Regions from separate parts of the Canis lupus genome. Here region 1 is linked to region 2. The links are chromatin contacts, called in public Hi-C maps. All regions are on one chromosome and are shown on one strand. The core of a region is the stretch at or near the end of the contact, and the rest is flanking DNA. Distances in the headings are between cores, read along the strand shown. Region 1 has its middle 31 kb from the start of ZC3H12D. Region 2 has its middle 140 kb from the start of UST.

Region 1 (4,161 bases), core at 428-2,927, 760 kb after region 2:
CGCCATCAGAGGACCCACCTTGAGGATGGAGAGCCTGGAAACAGCTGGGACAGGCCACCACACTCCACAGAGGGCCCAGCGACCCTGTGGTCTCTCTACCGACCTCCACCCAGCTTGAGATGCACACATTAGGGCAGCACATTCGATGCACACAGATGAGGCATGGACACCTTCTGCTGGGCTCAGTACAAGACAGGAGGGTGACAAGGAGAAGCTGGGACCAGCTCTATGGTCATCATCAAACCATCCAGAATTAGTTCTTCTAGGAACACATTTTCTGCGCAGGTTTCTTTTTCTTTTAAAGAACTTTACTGGGTCGCCTGGGTGGCTCAGTTGCTTGAGCGTCCAACTCTTGATTTTGGCTCAGGTCATCTCAGTGTCATGAAATCCAGCCCCATGCCAGGTTCTGTGCTGGGCATGAGGTCTGCTTAAGATTCTCTCTCTCCCTCTCCCTCTGCCCCTCCCCACCCCCAAAGCACATGCTCTCACTCAAAAAAATAATAAGTAAAGAGCTTTACTAAGGTATAATTGACATACTATAAACTTCAAATATTTAAAGTGTACAACTGGGGCACCTGGGTGGCTCTGCCTTCAGCTCAGGTCATGATCCTGGGACCTTGGGATCAAGCCTGGCGTTGAGCTCCCTGCTCAGTGGGGAATCTGCTTCTCCCTCTGACTGTCCCCCTGCTCCTGCTGTCATGCTCTCTCTCTCATTCTCTCTCTCTTCCAAATAAATAAATATAATCTTAAAAAAAATAAAGTGCACAATTGAGGAGTTTTGACATCTGCACACACTTATGAAATCATCAAGAGGATGACATAGTCATCACTCCCTTGGCAATCCCTCCCTCGGCAATCCCTCCCCCCCCCCCACTCCCCCACTCCTCTATCTCCAGGTAACCTTTCCTCTACTTTCTGGCACGGAAGCTTAGTTGACATTTTCTAGAGTTTTGTATAAATGGAATCATACAGTACGTACTCTTGTCTGACCGGCTTCTTTCAGCATGATTATTCTGAGACTTATTCGTGTTGCATATACCAGTGGTTCACATCAGGGGTTGCAGGCCCGGGCTGTGCTCGCAGACTCTGTAAGGAGGCTACCCTGTCAGCATCAATAATAATAATTCATTTGACTCCCCAGCAGCCCCTCCACAATGGAGGAGCAGGAGCCCAAAGAAGATGGGGGAGACGCTGGCCTGCCAGTGGCAGAGTGCAGTGTGAGAAGCTGCTTTGGGGAGTTTCTCTGGGGCCTTCTTCAAAGGGATTAAAAGCCAGAGACTGAGTGACGTGGTCCAGGGCATCCAAAAGATAACCGTCACTCTGTACAAAATCTGAGGCTGCGCCCCACCAGGGTGTGAGCTCTGGGGGCAGGGGTCACGCGGTCAGGTCCTAGGGTGGAAGAAATAGGAAAACCTTCTTGGCACTGCAGCTCCTAAATCACCCTGGGTAAACAAGCAAAGGAACAGCTCCCCAGGGCCCCAGGCAGTGCTTTGCCAATGAATCAAAGGTCAGCAACACCATAAATCAACTGCATTTGCACTGAACAGATCATGAAGAGTTATTTTGAACTTGGCCAAAAAAATTCCCTGGAGCTGAATCAACTCAAAGAACACAAACAGAGAATGAGGAAATGTCCATCTTCCTCCTCTCCCAAGCCATAAGGCCCTGACGCTCCAGGGCCAGATTCTCCACAACGAGGGCTGCCTCCTTTCCTATGGCATCATGATCCCCAAAGTATGTGTCTGTGACCTCGGGTGCCACCAGGTGATGGGTCTCCCACAAAGCAGACACAGCAGTGGGCAGACATAGAGCTTTGGGGTGTTGGGGGGATACCTCCCAGGGTCCTTCAACCCTCCCAGGAACCAGGGCCTGCACAGGATTTTCTGGCCATGGGACCAGCATTATGCTCACCTGGACTGTCATGTCACTGGCATCAGCCCAGTGCTATCCAGACTCCGGCCTGTGAGGATTCTCTTTCTTCTTCCTTCCTTTCTTTCTTTCTTTCTTTCTTTCTTTCTTTCTTTCTTTCTTTCTTTCTTTCTTTTTTTTTTTTTTTTTTTAGATTTTATCTATTCATGAGAGACACAAAGAGAGAGGCAGAGACACAGGCAGAGGGAGCAACAGGCTCCCCACTAAGCAGGGAGCCTAATGCGGGACTCGATCCCAGGATCATGACCTGAGCCAAAGGCAGACGCTCAACCATTGAGCCACCCGGGTGCCCTGAGGATTCTCTTTCAATTAAATATGCATGCGTGTATGGAAAGAGGTCCAGAAGGACCTTCGGTGTTATCACATGTCAATTCAAGGTGCCTGAATCTTCTGAATTTTTTATAATGAGTGTATAGTTTAGCATTTTTTAAAAGGCAGTGGTGTGTAGCAAGGAATTTTTTTCTTGTTATGAAAGCTATTGACTATAGAAGATTTAGAAAAATATATAAAGACCGAAAGGAGGAGAGAGTCACCTGTAATCATAATCCCACCACCCAGATAGACTCTGTTGATCTTTAGAGAATTTATTTTCTATAAATAGAATATGTATTTTTGGGATCCCTGGGTGGCGCAGCGGTTTAGCGCCTGCTTTTGGCCCAGGGCGCGATCCTGGAGACCCAGGATCGAATCCCACGTCGGGCTCCCGGTGCATGGAGCCTGCTTCTCCCTCTGCCTGTGTCTCTGCCTCTCTCTCTCTCTCTCTCTCTCTGTGTGACTATCATAAATAATAAACAAAAAAAAGAATATGTATTTTTAACAAAAGAGAAGTATGAATTCTGTTTTACAATCTACTTTTATTCTTCATAATCTATGCTCAGCATTTTCTTTTTTTTTTTTTTTTGAACTTCAGTTAATCTTACTGAGATAAATGGTATTCTTAGAAGTCTACCTTTGTCATAGAACATAAAGGTAAACATCTCTGATTTATTTATTCATTTTAAGTTTTTATTTAAATTCTAATTAGTTAACATGTATGATAAAACTGGTTTTAGATGTAGAATTTAGTGATTCATCTCTTACATATAACACCCAGTACTCATCATAACAAGTGCCCTCCTTAATGCCCATCACTCATCTAGCCCATCCCCCACCCACCTCCCTCTGGCAACCCTCCCTTTGTTCTCTGTTAAGAGTCTCTAAAAAAAAAAAAAAAAAAAAGAGTCTCTTATGGTTTGTTTCCTCCCCTTCTCTTTTTTCCCCCTTCCCATATGTTCATCTATTTTTTTTCTTAAATTCCACATATGAGTGAAATCATTTGGTTTATTGTCTTTCTCTGACTGACTTTTCTCACATAACAATACATTCTAGCTCCAACCATGTCATTATAAATAGCAAGATTTCATTCTTTTTGATGGCTGAGTGATATATACATATTATTTACATATATATATACATATATATATATATATATATATTAGGCATCAGCCCCATGCTATCCAGACTCCAGCCTGTGAGGATTATATATATATATATGAAATATATATATGAAATCCCCACATTCCAGGTGCTGGAATGGCCTGGGCAACTTTTTGAGATATATAATCTCACATCTTCTTTATCCATTTATCAGTTGATGGGCATTTGGGCTCTTCCCATTCCATTGTTTGGCTATTGTTGATAATGCTGCTATAAACATCAGGGTGCTTCAAATCTGTATTTTTGTATCCTTTGGATATATACCTAGTAGTGCAATTTGCTGGATCATAGAGTAGTTCTATGTTTAACTTTTTGAGGATCCTCCATACTGTCTTCCAGAATGGCTGCACCAGTGTGCATTCCCACCAACAGTGTGAGATGGTTCCCCTTGCTCTGCATCCTGGCCAACACCTGTTGTTTCCTGTGTTGTTAATTTTAACCACTCTGATAGATGTAAGGTGGTATCTCATCATGATTTTGATTTGCATTCCTGATGATGAATTGATATATGCTCAACATTTTCTATGTCATTAGCATCCTCTGACAATATCATTTTATGGCTTGTAGTATTCCATTAAATGGATGTACCATGCTTCATTTAACTCATTTTTTCCCCTCAAGGCTTTCAATCAATAAATATTTCTCTGTTGCCCACCACAGGCAAATGATCATGGTACTATTTTCCAAAGATGCCTACCACGTAGACGCACAGGAGGATTGCATTTTCCTATCCTGTGCAGTTAGGTGTTGCCATGC
Region 2 (3,900 bases), core at 1,017-3,516:
GAGACTCCCAAGCAGACTCTGTGCTGAGCATGGAGCCTGATGCTGGGCTCGATCTCACGACCCTGAGATCATGACCTGAGCCGACATCAAGAGTCAGACACTTAACTGACTGAACCACCCAGGGGCCCTGATGGTGTTTTATTTTAGCAGCCTGAACAGACTAAGACCCTGTTAGAACATAAGGCAGATCATGTCATTCCTCTGCTCAAAACCCTCTAGTGGCTTCTTTCTTTAAGAGTCAAGGATAGACTCCTCACAGTGGCCTGCAGGGTTCTATGGAATCAACCCTTCTTTCCTATCTGGTCTCCCCAACCCCACCATCATACCCTCCCAGCTGGCTAAGTCACCAACACAAGCCTTCTTATTTGTCCTCAAATCCATCAGTCAGGCTTGTGCTTTGGGTCTTCGTAGGGTGCTTTCCTCCATCTGGAGTGACGGTAGAGCCAGCCCCCCGCTCCCCCCCCCCAGCCAAATCTGAATGACTGCCTCCCCCCACCTTTGTCCTCCAGGTCTCTGCTCCAGCTGACTGGCCAGAGCCCCGTCCTGACTTCACCATTGCTGTCACTCCTGATTGCCTCTCTGCTCTGTCTTCAGCGGTAGCATGGATCATTTTCTGACATATTACTTACTTTCTTCTCTATGTTGCTTATCACCTGTCCCCTCCTGCTACAGTGTAAGGCCCAGGAATGCACAGGTTTGCTCTCTAACCAGTCTGAACCTCTGCACTCGACACATTTGTATTTGTTGAATGAGTGACTGTCTGTGAATCACAAGTTCTTGAATCCTCAATGTCAAAACCCAGAGGATCTATTTCAACCCTCCCAGTTTATAGGTGAGGAGACAGGACCCCGAGAGGTGACAGGAGCGGCTGAGGTCACACAGAGATGGCTGGTGACAGTAAGTCGGTAAAGCGGCCGATCTTCTCCACCTGTCAAAGGCTTAGCCAAACTGTGGAAGGAGCCTCGGTGTCCATCGAAAGATGAATGGATAAAGAAGATGTGGTCTATGTATACAATGGAATATTCCTCAGCTGTTAGAAACGACAAATACCCACTATTTGCTCCAACGTGGATGGAACTGGAGGGTATTATGCTGAGTGAAATAAGGCAATCGGAGAAGGACAAACATTATATGGTCTCATTCATTTGGGGAATATAAAAAATAATGAAAGGGAATAAAGGGAAAGGAGAGAAAATGAGTGAAAATATCAGTGAGGGGGACAGAACATGAGAGACTCCTAACTCTGGGAAACGAACAAGGGGTAGTGGAAGGGGAGGTGGGCAGGTTAGGGGTGACCAGGTGACGGGCACTGAGGGGGGCACTTGGCGGGATGAGCACTGGGTGTTATGCTATATGTTGGCAAACTGAACTCCAATTAAAAAAAAAAAAAAAAAAAGCTTCACCGGGGCCTGTGAGCAGCAGCAAAGGCAAGGACCCCGGACCACAGCAGAAGCAGGAGCAGTCGCCGCGGCGTGCGGCCACCAGGGGGCTCTCGTGCGCCAGGCTGAGCCGCACCGGACCCCGGGGAGCGAGCGCCCGCGCAGCGCCGCTGGAGGGAGCAGCGGGGCTCGGCGCCCGGAGGAAAAGCGGCGGCGGGAGGCGCAGCAGCGTTTTCACCGCTGTCCTGCTCGCCAGACGCCCGGCGCCTTCCAGCCGAGGGCGCATCGGAGAATGTTGGTCCCGGGCCGCTGTGAGACACCCCGTGGCGCTCCTGGCTCCAGCCTTTCACTCCTTGACTCCCGGGGCGGGGCGCCTGCCCCCCGGGCTGCACCTGCGCCCCCCCACCCCCCGGGCTGCACCTGCCCTCCGGGCTGCACCTGCCCCCCCCGGGCTGCACCTGCCCCCCCGGGTGCACCTGCCCCCCGGGTGCACCTGCCCCCCCCCGGGCTGCACCTGCCCCCCCGGGTGCACCTGCCCCCCCCCCCCGCTGCACCTGCCCCCCCCCCGGGCTGCACCTGCCCCCCCCCCGGGCTGCACCTGCCCCCCCACCCCCCCGGGCTGCACCTGAGGGGCCGCGCGCCAAGTGCCTTCCCGCCGCCCGGAACAGGCTCGGGAAGGACGCGTCAGGTGACCCGAAAACGAAGCCCCAAACCTCAGGTGTCGATGAGGTGGGAAACCAGACTCGTCGCTGTTTGAATGGCATTTCATCCCCGCGAATGAAGAGCCGCCGCCGCCTCCCCTGCGGACGCGCGCTGAGCTTCCAGGCGCCGAAGCATCCGGCCTGCACCTCTGTGGCTGCCTAGACGCGACCCCATCCCCGTTCACAGCCCCAGGGCCTCACACAGGGGTAGGCAGAGAGATGAGCGCTGGCCTGGAGCAGTTTGGTCCCCACGCCCTTTGGCTTTAACCACTGCCGAATATTCCCTGGTCTCAGCCTGAGCAGCATATTGAAATCACCTGGCCTATCAGTCTGGGTTCAACCAGAGGAGCAGAACCCGCGGGAGATGCATCTTCAGGGCACAGATGAGCTTTTGTGACTGTGGAGCCTGGACAGGCAAGCCTGAACCCAGAGGATGTGATGTCAGGGAGGCCAGGCGGCAGCTGCTGTCTGCAGGCCGCGGTGTCCACTTCACCAGGAATCCTCCGCTCTGCTCTTGAGGCCTTTCAACACACCGGGTCAGGCCCACCCAGATCAGACTCCCTTAAAGTCAACTGATTATGGACTAGAATCACAGCCACAAATACCTTCGCAGCAACACCTGAGTTAGTGTTTAGTTGACTAACCGGGGACTGTAGCTGTCCTCATGAATTCCGGCTGTTATAACAGAATGCCACAGACTGAGTGGTTTAGCAACAACCGAAATCTTATTTCTCACAGTTCTGGAGGCTGGAAGCCTGAGATCAGAGGGCCAGCGCAGTCAGGTTCTGGTCAGAGTCCTCTTCCAGGTTGCAGACTACTGACTTCTCACTGTATTCTTGGGGAAAGAGAGAAGCAGCAAGCTGTCTCATGTCTTATAAAGACACTAATCCCATTCCTGAGGGCTCCAGTCTCAGGACTAATCTAAACCTAATTACCCCTAAAAGCCCCACCTCCTGATACCATCATACTGCGGGGGCAGGGTGGGGGGTAAGGTCCTGACATAATGAATTTTGGGGAGAACACAGTATAACAATAGCCCAGCCAAGCTAACCCGTTAAAAACACACCACTATGCCTCAAAAGCTTTTGAAAAGTAGGTCTTTGGGGCCCCACCCCAAACCAGTTGAATCTGCATCTCATGGGATAGAAGATGGACATTCATTTTCTTTCCTTGTTTTAAAGTTCTCCTCATAATACTCTGACACAGAGTGAGAGTTAAGAACTACGAGTACCATCAGTGAGATGAGGGCCTTCAGAATTTGAACAGAACCACCAGTACTTGGTTTTCTGTGTTGGGATGACCATAGAGAAGACAGTGACCAGCGTGGAGGGAGCACATGCTGGCTCTGTGTTTGCTCTGTGACCCTGGGTGGGTGCCTCCAGTACTCCGCCTTGGTGTTGTCACCTGGGAAAAGAGGAGAATGGGAGAAAAGGCTCAGATCACCCCACTAACCTTTACCCAAATGCCATTCCCCTTCTTATGCCAAAATCTCAGATTTGTTTGGCCTCCCTATTCCCAGCCCCAGGAGATGACTCCTGATTGGCTCAGAACAATTTTCTTCTTCTTTGGGTCCTCCCTTCAATAGCCTCCCTTGCAGCCACTTCTGGGCAATGATGATACAGGCGAAGTTGACCATGGTCTTTGGGGTAATATTTCCCTCACCAATGAGGGCAAGACCCTCCTTCTGCTCTTTGGTCATAAAGGGGTGAGAGCCTGACATGATGGCACCCCATGTGACACCAGTCAAGGGACAAAAGCCCACCTGCAGAGGGGGGGAATCAGAAGGGTAGATGAAAGCTTGGGTCCTTCGGTGCCCTCAA

The links. Hi-C and Micro-C count contacts between places; a contact is called where the count stands out from the background.
Region 1: a contact with region 2 is called in a Hi-C map of amygdala, with 8 times the contacts expected there. The contact joins two enhancer-like sites. A contact is called at or near these places in 4 of 9 Hi-C or Micro-C datasets (amygdala, blood and skin fibroblasts).

What each region holds. Positions count from the first base shown.
Region 1 is chr1:40,504,219-40,508,379 of UU_Cfam_GSD_1.0, forward strand. No RefSeq gene overlaps it. Among named protein-coding and RNA genes, the nearest start is that of ZC3H12D, 31 kb to the right of the region's middle. Within about 2 kb of position 1,678, at least 7 of the 20 cell types and tissues checked have an H3K27ac peak or open chromatin away from gene starts, as enhancers often do.
Region 2 is chr1:39,747,770-39,751,669 of UU_Cfam_GSD_1.0, forward strand. No RefSeq gene overlaps it. Among named protein-coding and RNA genes, the nearest start is that of UST, 140 kb to the right of the region's middle. Within about 2 kb of position 2,267, at least 5 of the 20 cell types and tissues checked have an H3K27ac peak or open chromatin away from gene starts, as enhancers often do.